Regions from separate parts of the Sus scrofa genome. Here region 2 is linked to region 1. A link is a contact called in public HiChIP or PLAC-seq data. All regions are on one chromosome and are shown on one strand. The core of a region is the stretch at or near the end of the contact, and the rest is flanking DNA. Distances in the headings are between cores, read along the strand shown.

What was found. HiChIP or PLAC-seq counts read pairs in DNA pulled down with a chosen protein or histone mark.
Region 2: an H3K27ac HiChIP or PLAC-seq map of skeletal muscle shows a contact between it and region 1, with 5 times the contacts expected there. The contact joins two enhancer-like sites. A contact is called at or near these places in 1 of 47 Hi-C or Micro-C datasets (skeletal muscle) and 1 of 2 datasets of contacts at active chromatin or transcription factors (skeletal muscle).

Annotation. Positions count from the first base shown.
Region 1 is chr11:17,037,228-17,043,180 of Sscrofa11.1, reverse strand. All of the region lies in intron 2 of LOC110255810 (a long non-coding RNA gene), which reads left to right. Among named protein-coding and RNA genes, the nearest start is that of DLEU7, 69 kb to the right of the region's middle. Within about 2 kb of position 1,965, at least 4 of the 83 cell types and tissues checked have an H3K27ac peak or open chromatin away from gene starts, as enhancers often do. A contact at or near this core is called in skeletal muscle, where this site is marked.
Region 2 is chr11:17,258,693-17,264,539 of Sscrofa11.1, reverse strand. The region is part of intron 1 of LOC110255810 (a long non-coding RNA gene); the gene reads left to right. Among named protein-coding and RNA genes, the nearest start is that of DLEU7, 290 kb to the right of the region's middle. Within about 2 kb of position 2,144, at least 3 of the 83 cell types and tissues checked have an H3K27ac peak or open chromatin away from gene starts, as enhancers often do. A contact at or near this core is called in skeletal muscle, where this site is marked.

The sequences.
Region 1 (5,953 bases), core at 716-3,215:
GCCTGAATTTTCATCCTCTCCCTTTTAGTGCCAGGAGTGGTTAACTATCAAACAGTGAAATCTCCAGATGGCCCAAGGGCCTAGATTATTCAGAAACATGTGAACGGCTGATGAGAGCACAGCGTGAGTCAAAAGAATAATGGACTCCAGTAAATCAAGTGTCTTCATGTGTTTCTTAAAATACATATGTGTAAACCCCAAATCTCAGTGATTTCTGGCATGGTTGTTATCTGTAACATTTGTTCGTTGTTCCATAGAAGATCTGGCAAAGTTAGCTTTTGGAAGGGGTTTGGTCAAATCTCTTGAGTCCTCAGGACCCCAGACAGTCTGCCAAAGTGATGGGATGTAAATAATTCTCCATAATGTTAGTAGTGCATTCACTACTTAAAATACGCAAGTATTAGGTATTAAATGAACCATGCTGCATCTTAAAGTGAAGCTGTGTTTTGTGCTGTAGAGGAGGTTTTTACTCAATTCTACAAATCGCTAAAGATGGGGGATTAATAGCAAGTGAGAAATTGCTTTTATTCCTCTTACTTGAATAGCACTGCATTCTGCACATTAAGGCTTCAACGTAGAGGACTTGAGATGCAGAAAGAGAACCCCTAGAGGTACAGAGAGGAGAAGGGAAAGGAGGAGAGATGGAAGGCAAGGCGAGGGAATGGAGAAAGTTGCTTTCTTCATGGTCCAGTTCCCAGCCTGGTTCTCTTCTGGTGGTAATTGGGCAGTAGAGGAGAGAAGACAGACAAAAAGGGGGACAAAGAAGAAAGGGGAAGGAAGGTTAGAAAAGAACAGGAGAAATCTGGAAGGCAGAAAAAAGAAATGTAGTAGACCATTAGGAAGCATGCGTGTCAAATTGATGCTAGACTCACAGTGAAGCTTAATAAGCTTCAGAAACGTTTTGACCCCCGTGTGTGCCAGACGCTGTGCTAGGAGCTAGGAATACAGATGGAGACGTGGTCATCATTGCTGAGGCGCTCACAGGAAAGAATCGAGGTTGGGAAGAAGCCAAGAGAAGGCCAGGGGAACTTGGCATTGCACCGACTATGAGGAGGCTCAAAAGGGGTCAAGTGCTTTCTCCCGAAGCACTTTTGGTGATGAATTCCCTTTCATCTAATGTGGTTTTCTATTGACATTAGCTTTCAGACTTTTCCCAAAAAGTACCTAAGCATACCGCTTAGCAGAGAGGCTGGGCGAGAAGAGGGGGAGCTGAGACTGCATCTCAGCTAGTTTCATTCCCCTGTCCAAACAGATGTTGTCTGGCGAGAGCAGCACAGCGTCAAACATGACTACTGGATTTGGCATAAAATGGACCAATTAACCTTTGTTGATTGAGTCCTGTAAAAGTAACAGGGCTGCACTTCCACTGGATGCTGTTTAAAGAAGGACAGTGTCAGCCAAATGGCTCATCACCTGTCATGGCCGTCAGCATATTCCCGGCAGCTGCACAGCCTCACGCCACCCGAGACTCACTGTCCCCTCTCTCGGCCTGGAGCCCTGAAGGCTTGTGCTGGGCTCTTAATAGGCTTCAGACATGAAATTCAAGATGAACCTGACTCAGCTGCTCCAAGAGTGTCTGCCTCGGGTCTGGAATAATAAGAATAAAAGTTCAATTTCCTCCTCCTCCTGCCGCATCACTTACCAAACTTTGGGAATCTCTCTTTCACTTTGGATCACTCAAAAAAGTACCTTTCCACTTATTCAGCACCCTCTCTTTACGCTGGTGACAGGCGCAGGGCTTCCACATTCTGTAGACCTAGGGCCGTGGTTCTCTAACGTTCCTGAGAAATTTCCAGAAAGCTAGTTAAAAACTCAGGCAGGTGGGCCCCGCCACTTAGGATTCTCATTAAATAAATTTGGAAGAGTGTAGCCTGAAAATCAACGGGTTGGCTCCACCCCACTCCGCCCCCCCAGGTGATTCTGACACAGACGGTGGATGAGCAAAGCCCTCCCTGGAAACACGAGAGCACGGCTGGCATGTACAGCTCAGGAGAGAGCTGGGTGGGGACTTGATACCCGCATCCTGCCTTTCTCCTGGCTTATCTGACCCGTCTCTCTGCATTGGCTCCTTTTCCTGTACCCAGGAGGATCCCAGGGTTTTATTCTCTGTCCATTTATTTTATTCTATACACCCTCCATGACCGGAATGATTGGAAGCACCTATATAGTTTTAAGATGTTGCTTAAAAGCTCCAGACAGATATGTCCACCTGGAAATATCCCACAAGTACCTCAGCTTAACATGCTCAGGACCTAAATCATGAGTTTTAATCCTAGGTAGGATGAATAGGCACACCCCATCCCCAATTCTCTCACTGAATGGAGCTCTAAAACCTGGATCAGCTATTTGAGGACTTGGAAAAGTAGCAGGTAGACTGGGAGAGAAGACTAGAGTTCAGAATATGGACCACTGAACTGGTGGTGCATTTCCCATCTTTCCTCCTGGGCCCCCCAACCTGGATGCAAGATACAGCCTGAAACCTAGAAGTGGGAACCAGATGAACGGAAGCTTGCACCTTGGCCCTGGCATGGAGATTGGAAAGGGACCTCCTGGGAGAACATCCACGGTTTATCTCCTCCCTGTTCCCTGGCACTCGGCCCCAAGCTATCCCCCCACAGAGGCAGCAGTGAGAACTGTGTTGGCAGGTCCTATGGGGGTGAACACTTTTATTTCTGTGACTTGCTTTTATTTTCCTAGTGGTGTTGTTTGAAGGATAGATGTTCGTTTTGACAAAGTCCTATATGTCTTTTATATTTACCCCAACACTTAATTATTTTTAAAGTTCTTCATTTCTTCCTGTACCTCTGAATTTCCATCTGGTATTATTTTTCTTCAGCCTGAAGAACGTATTTGAGAATTTCTTATATTGTGTGTTTACTGGCAACAAATTCTTCCAGCTTTTCTGTTTCTAAAAGTCTCTGTGTTTATTTAACTTGAATGTAAAAAAAAAAAAAAATTTGCTATGTATAGAATTTTGAGTTGGCAATGATTTTTTTTTTTTATCATGTTGAATATATAGTTCCATGTCTTCTGGCCCCATTTTTTCTTATGAGAAGTAGCCATCATTCTTGGAATTATTCTCCCTCATATAATATGTCTTTGATTGCTCTTAAGGTTTACTCTTAGTCTTTGGTTTTTCAGTAGTTTAATTATAAGGTGCTTAGTTATATTTGCACTTATCCTGCTTGGGGTTTGCTGAGCTTCATAGATGTCTGTGTTTCTATTTTTGAATCAAAGTTTTTTTAATTTTTTTTTTTTTTGTCTTTTGTCTTTTTGTTGTTGTTGTTGTTGTTGTTGCTATTTCTTGGGCCACTCCCTCGGCATATGGAGGTTCCCAGGCTAGAGGTTGAATCGGAGCTGTAGCCACCGGCGAACGCCAGAGCCACAGCAACACGGGATCCGAGCTGCATCTGCAACCTACACCACAGCTCACGGCAACGCCGGATCGTTAACCCACTGAGCAAGGGCAGGGACTGAACCCGCAACCTCATGGTTCCTAGTCGGATTCGTTAACCACTGCGCCACGACAGGAACTCCCAAATTTTTTTTAATTTTTTTAATTGTCATTTCCCTAATACAATTTTTTTTCTACTGTACAGCAATGGTGACCCAGTTACACGTACATGTATACATTCTTTTTTCTCCCATTATCATGCTCCATCATAAGTGACTAGACATTGTTCTCAGTGCTACACAGCAGGATCTCATTGCTAATCCATTCCCAAAGCAACAGTTTGCATCTATTAACCCCAAGCTCCCAATTCACCCCACTCCTTCCCCCCTCCCCCTTGGCAACCACAAGTCTATTCTCCAAGTCCAGAATATTTTCACCCAATATAGTTGCAGATTTTTCCTGCCCCATTTTCTCTCTCCTCTCCTTCTTACATGTGTGTCTTAGACTTGAGACAGTCCCACAGCTCAAGGAAGCTCTGCCCATTTTGAAAAAGCCTTTTCTCTCTGTCTTTCAGTGTAATTTCTATTGACCTATTTTCTATTTCTAGTGACCTGTTGGACAGTCACTACTCCTTTCATTTGTTGTGTTTAATATACTGTCAGTTATAGGAAATGAGGTTTTTTCCCAAATACTGTGTTTTTCAGTTCTTGGATTTTAATTTGATTCTTTTTTCAATTTATATGTCACTCCTGACAGTTCCCCATATCTTCACCCATTATACCCATGCATTCCTATAAATTCATTAACATATTTGCCATAATTACAATAACATCCTTTTCCATTAATTTTAACATCTGGTTTGTCTATGGGTCTCTTTCCATATTTGACTTTTCTCTTCACTCTATGCTATATTTTCCTGCATCTTTGCATGACTAGTCAGTTTTTATTTTATAGCAGATGTTGTGGGTGAAAATTTTGTAGGGACTCTGAATTCCTTTCCTTCTGAAAAGTGTTGACTTTGGTTTTAGAAAGCAGTTGAATTACTGGCAGTTGATCTTGATTTATGAAGGCTTGGATTTAGGCTTTGTAAGGGTGGTTCTGTGTCAGTTTTGCAGCTGGCATAGGGTGAATCCCCTAGTCCAAAGTCCTAAGAAACACCTCTGGGTTTTAATTTTAAAACCTTGGGGCATTTTTTCAAAGCTGTTTAACTTGGAAGGACTTGAATTCCAAACTATGCCTGTAATAGGCAGCTGCTGAAACTTCTGCTTAGTGCTTTCATCGTTCTTGCTCTTGTTTCTCTCTGGGTATCCTGGAGCCTCATCCCATACATGTGTAGTGAAGGGATCAGCTCAAGATTTGAGTTGAGCGTCTATACAGATTTGGGGTCTTCCCTATCTAGGGTTCCCCACCCCACCCCCACCTCAATTTTAAGCCTCCCTGGTAGTCCCAGACTCCATCTTATCATTCCTCAGTCCTACAAGACTGCCACCTTCTGCTTTGGCTCCTCTGCTACATTGACGGACCTGGGAATGCCCTTAGGTGGGGGAAGAAACATGTGAATGCGGATCTCACTCACTAAAGATCAAATCCTCACCAGCTTCTGCCAGCTTTTGTTCTTCTCCCAGTTGTTTGTTCCTTTCCCCCTAGTGTTTATAATTGTTATTGGCAGGAGAGCATCAGACATTCCACTCTGCCATTACTCTCTTTTTCACAATTTTCATCTGTTTTCCCTCGGTATTATGGTCTGGATAATTTCATCACATATATTTTTCCATGCATTAAATTTCTCTCTGGCTTTGTTTCAGTGGCTATTTAATCTGTCAATGGAGTTTTTAATTTCAATGACTGTGGTTTCCATTTATAGAAATTCTATCTTTTTCACATCAGCCTTTTTTTTTTGCCCAAGGGACTTGTTCTTTTCTTATGTTTTTAATTCCTTTTTAAGTTCCGTGCCATTTCAACCATATTTATTTTATAGCCTCCATCTGAGAGCCGTATTATCTGCATATCCTAGAGGATCAAATCAAATTACTTATTTGGTTAGTTGACTTCTACTCATGGTGGATTGTATCATTGCATGATTGAGTTTTTGACTCAAATTTGGATTTTAAGTTTATGTTCATTTGAGTTTTATCTGTGGAAATGATCTGTCATCTCTGGTGAAGGGTGTAGCCCTGCAAAGAGGTTTTTCATCAAATGGCCAGATATTCCAGCCCTATCCCTGGTCTGGATACACTTTTCAACTGCTTTCTTAACGTCAGGGTTCCTGTACCTTAAAGAAATTTTTACTAGCCTGAGTCCAGATTGAAGTAGATAATTTTCCTTGACAAATCCTTACCCTGATGGGAAGATATAGGCATAGTCCTCTCTGTGAGAGATTAGCCACTTAAAAATTCTGGCTCTGCGCAAGGTTTTTGAGCCTCTTCTGAGTCCAAGATCTCAAGATCTCAATTCCTGTTCCTAAATGAGCATTGAAACTCAAGCCTCTTCACTTCACATCTACTAGGGTGGCTCTAATTTAAAAGTTTTTTTAAATTTAAAAAAAAAAAACAGAATTAA
Region 2 (5,847 bases), core at 895-3,394, 220 kb before region 1:
ATGACTTTTCATAAATATGTGCTCATGTATATCAAATGTGTTTTGCTGGTACATTAATTTACTCATTCATTCATTCCTTCAACAGGTATTTATTGAATGTTTTACATTTCTTGTACTGGGCCACACGGAATACAGTTATAAACCCACAGATAAAGTCCTGCAGAAAACATACTTCATTCATTCCAAGTGAAAATGATTTTTCACAAGATAATGGGTGCTGGCCTAGGTAGCATTTCAATGATATTCTTAGTCTAGAACATGATTAACTTTGGAAATGTAAAAAGGCATGATGAAGAGAGATCAGAAAGAATCAAGTATTTAAGAATTTATTGCTCAAGTCATATCAAGTGCAAGATTCTCAAATCTTTGATCATTGAGTATGAATTAGGACCTCCCATTATTATACTCCTTGAATTTCCACAGCCTTGAAGAAGGTATTCTTCCCTCCCTAGAGAATCTGAATGAGCCCTGAGGTGTGAGGGTGACCTGATATTCTCCTTTCTCACATGCTGTTCTTTATACATTCATTACTAGTATGAGGATGTTACTAATATGTGCGCCCTTGAAGGACTTCCAGTTCTGAAACCAGTAGAGTCTCAGGGAAACTGGGACAAGCTGGTCACCCTGAGTAGAAGGGAGGTTGTAGACTTCCATGAGGAGTGAAGAGTGGCCTGAAATGGGATTTCAAATCTGCCTAGATTTACTATAATTTCAGAAGAAAGATGAACTTTCTTTTTTTTTTAATAATATTTTTTATTTTCCCACTGTACAGCAAGGGGGTCAGGTTATCCTTACATGTATACATTACAATTACATTTTTTCCCCCACTCTTTCTTCTGTTGCAACATGAGTATCTAGACAAGGTTCTCAATGCTATTCAGCAGAATCTCCTTGTAAATCTATTCTAAGTTGTGTCTGATAAGCCCAAGCTCCCGATCCCTCCCACTCCCTCCCCCTCCCATCAGGCAGCCACAAGTCTCTTCTCCAAGTCCATGATTTTCTTTTCTGAGGAGATGTTCATTTGTGCTGGATATTAGATTCCAGTTATAGGTGATATCATATGGTATTTGTCTTTGTCTTTCTGGCTCATTTCACTCAGTATGAGAGTCTCTAATTCCATCCATGTTGCTGCAAATGGCATTATGTCATTCTTTTTTATGGCTGAGTAGTATTCCATTGTGTATATATACCACAGAAAGATGAACTTTCTAAGTGCTTTATGATAGTAAACTAAGATGTCTTTCACCTTACTATTTACCCAATTTTTATATGCTTAAAATATGTGCACTTTATATAAATTATAACAGAAGTTTCAAGTTATAAGCTGGGAAAATATTTCTAGCATATGTAAGAGATGAAGAATTAATATCCTCAAAGACGTAAAGAACTTTTATGAATCAATTAAAAAAAAGTATAGACTGGTAGAAAAATAAAGCCATGAATAGACAAATTTACAAAGGAAAATACACATGGTAAGTTGAAAAATAGTTACCCGGTTTTCCATGTTTTCCTTTCTTACCTTCATGTCCAGCCTCGAGAAACATCAGATATAAAAAACAATGAGAGAGAACACTGGGTCAGAAAACCAGTGAGCTCTTGACTAATGGAAGCCATGTGTCCCTGGCAAGAAAGCCATTTCCAGGGGCTCCAGTAGGTGGCCACTGCCTGCCCACAGGGACCAGCACCCCCAGGACAGTACACCCTCAAGAGTGTTTTGAACAAGAGCTTTCCAAAAACAACACCACAAAGTGCATCCCTCATCGCCTCTTTAAGATGGTCCGTGGAGTGGCCAAGGGTAGACTTGGGTAGCAAGAGTATAATCACTTTTTATTTTTGGAAGCAGAAAGCACGTCTACTTTTTGGCAGCTAAAGCACTGGCATGGGCCAGAGGGAAAAGTTTAGATTTCACGGCTTCCCAGTGCCCTTGTTTACCTAAACTAACCCCTGTAGCAATGGCTTTGGCAAATCTCTCCTTAGTTGCCTTTGAGGAAATCTACCAGAAGTCTTATTCTTTTGTTTTGAAATGAGGATATCACTTGTAAAAAATGAAACAAATGTAATAAAACAAAACAATCCTTTCAGTGACCCCAAGCTTCATCCCTGCTCCCCCACTACCCCATCCTGTTCTCTTGTTGCTGTGACAGGGGAGGGAGTGCCCTCCATGCCCTGAAACTGAATGCCAGCCTCTCCCAGTCATGCCTGGTCCAGCAGGACCCACAACTGGTCTGGATTTGGGTTTCTGTAAAGAGTGGCTGCTATTTCTACAGTGATGTGGAGAAATCAGCCTGGCTTCAGCTGTGAGCATAAAGCGACTGACACATTTAATCTCTGTTTTGCCAGAAAGAACCATAAAAATTTGCATTAGAGATTACTTAGAAGAAAATGCATTTGAATTCAAATAATAAAAAGTGATAGCTCTTGGAATGGATAGAAAGATCACTGACAATCAAAAGACGTAGGTTCCAGTCCTCGTTCTGCTGTTGTCTAGCCCCCTGAGCTAGTTATCATTCACCTCTCTGGATTTCAGTTATCCTACCAAGTAAATGAGGCGGGTAGGTGGCGTTATCTCCCTCCCAGATTAGTTAATTTGAAACATTGTACTCATTGACTCATTCAGTGATTCAACCTTTATTGTCATCTTCCAAGTATAAATTAAGTTTAACCACTCTATTAATTACTGCATTACTTAATTCAGCATTAATCAGTGTTTGTTATGCTCCAGGCACTGAGAGATTAGGAGACAAAAATACTGCCTGAACCCTTAACAAGTAAACTGGTGTAAGGAACAGACACATTGTCTTATCATTTCTATATACATTTTAAATGTCATCTCCTCCATATGCCTCCCTTGTCTTTTATGCTACCTTGAACCATTTTAATGTTTCGCATGTCTTTTACCTATATATCCTTACATTCTTTATTATTCGTATTTCTATCTAATCCGTTCTTTCCTCAAGCCCATTCATTTTGAAGACAGGAACTGAATTGGGTCTTATTATTTTCTGTCTCCAATGGCATTGAGCACAGTGAACACACAGTAGGTGCTCAATATGTGTTTTTTCAATTACATTAACGGATGGAATTCTAATGGCTTGTTATTGTCTGTGTCCCATTGCCCTCTGTCAATGGTACTCTCTTAGTGTACTAATTACAAACCCCCAGATTCCATCGAGGCTGAGGTATTCAGTTAGCAGTCAGAAAAAAAACTTTGCAGGAATGGAGGATTTTTTTTTTTCCTTGACGACAGGGAAACTGACATTGTCAACCTCAGGATTTTTTAAGAAGAGCTCTTGCTAACATGAAGTAGTCTGGATTATGGCACAGGTGTGTGACACGTCTTTCACATCAACACCAGGAATATTCATTGCCAGCAGCTGTAGGCTTGGATTTCCCTTAAACCAGCTGTAAGTCTGGATAGAGGTGAGAATTTGCTAAGGGCCACAGGATACCTTCTGAATTCCATAGCCAAAAGGTCAAGGGGAGGCATTCTTACTACCTGCTAATGCAGCTCAGGAAACAGATATGATCTGGGCTTATTATGTTGCACTTAGATGCAATAACTTGATACAGACTATTTTTAATTGGTTTACTTTAAGAAGTGGAAGCAACTTTACTCTGTTGAGTGTTCACATGTTACATGAAAGTCTGCAAAGTAATATTACCCACTATTTATGGAGAGCTTCCAGTGTGCCAGGTTCTCATCATGTGTGCTCTTCCCATGAATCCTTGCAATGGTGGTGTCAGACTGGAAGGTGGCTTGCAGACCAGGAGGCAGACAGTGCTTTACTCATGAGCAGGGGGTGGTTGAAGTAGAACTAATTCATACAGTCAGACAGTGATCTCAAACAAAACTGTGTTTGTACAACAGGTATTTGCTCCAAGATTGTCATCTAGATAACCCAGAATAACTTTATATTAATTTCCAGATTTTGATAGAAGTAACCCCCTCCTCCCATCCCTCCCCACTAAAATAAAGTACATCTTGGTAGAGAACTGTAGACTCCTGGGAATATGCACAGTCACGTTCATGGTTCAATACATTTAAGCTTGAAAACCTATCTTACTGATGCTCAGAAATCAATTAGAGCAAGATTTTTTTTTCATTTTTTAAGGTTTTATTGAAGTATAGTTAGTTTACAATGTTGTGATAATTTCTGTTGTACACCAAAGTGATTTAGTTATACACATACACACATCCATTCTTTTTCAGATTCTTTTCCCACGCAGATTACCACAGAACATTGGGCAGAGTTCTTTGTGCTATATATATATAGCAGGTCCCCATTGGCCGGTCATTCCATATACCACAGTGTGCATATGCCAGTCCCAAACCTCAAGTCCATTTCTCCTTCCTACTTGTCCCTTTGGTAACCACAAGTTTGTTGTCAAACTCTGTGAGTCTGTTTCTGTTCTGCAAATAAGTTCATTTACATACTTTTTCAGATTCCACGTATGTGATATCACACGCTGTTTGTCTTTTGCCCTCTCACTTACTTCGCTTAGTGTGATAATTTCTAGGTCCATCCATGTTGCTGCAAGTGGCATTATTTCAGGCTTTTAAAGGCTCAGTAGTATCCCACTGTCTGTATGCACCACATCTTTTTATCCATTCCTTGGTTGATGAACATTTAGGTTCCTTCCATGTCTTAGCTGTTGTAAATAGTGCTGCAGTGAACATTGGGGTGCATGTATCTTTTTGAATTATGGCTTTCGCTGAGTAGATGCCCAGGAGTGGGATTGCTGGATCATATGGGAGTTCTAGTTTTAGTTTTTTTGAGGAACCTCCATACTGTTTTCCATAAGTTGTACCAATTGACATTCCCACCAACAGTGTAGGAAGGCTATAAGAAATATTACGGGAGTTCCCTAGTGCTCTAGAAGTTAAGAATCCAGCATTGGGGCATTCCCATTTTGGCTCAGTCAGTTAAGAACCTGACTAGTATCCATGAGGATGTGGGTTTGATCTCTGGCCTTGATCAGTGTGTTAAGGATCCAGTGTTGCCATAAGCCGTGGTGTTGGACTCAGAACTGGCATTGCTGTGGCTGTGGCATAGGCTGGCAGAAGATCTGATTTGACGTGGCATATGGAAGCCTGGGATCTTCTTTTATGCCATGGGTGCGGAAAAAAAAAAAAAAAAAAAAGAAAATGTTACAAACCTCAGAACTCCTAGTTGTGTTCTCGATAAAGCCCTCTAGGTCTTGGCCTCTCTGCTCTCAGCATCTTGAGGTGGAAATTTACCTGGGCTCAGAATCATGTTTGTAGCAAAGCTTCTTCAGATGGAAAGCATAGAAGAAATGCCTCAGCATGATTCACCCATCCCCAAATGATGGCTTTGGATTTGCATTGAAATCAGATTTTCAACCCAAATGTGCCCCTGAAGTTGGTTTACTCTTGGCAAAGCAAGGTTTCCTGTTTTTCAGAAAACAGACTTAAATAGGCTTGGACAAGAGGCTCAAGCACTTTCTTGCACATCAATCAGTTCTTGCAAAATAACATTTTAATTATTTAAGTGCAAGTGAATCAGTAACATCTGAATCAGATTTTCTTGAAAAAAAAAATACAACTGTCTTTTGAAACTAGAGGGAGAAAGTGCTTGGTTGGCTAAAAACAATTTAGGTTTTGTGGTAACCCCCAAAGTGTTTGAAAAACAATTTACATATTTGATGAGCTCAAAATGTCTCTGGATTAGGCCTTTTTCCCAGGATAAACTACACAATAAATGTGGACATTTTAAATAGGGGTCATATTAGGTTGCATTTCACAGGGTCTCGAATTTGGTAATCAAAAGTGAAAAGGCCTGTCTATTTTTTACATGGTACATTTTCAAAACCATTAACACTCTTTTT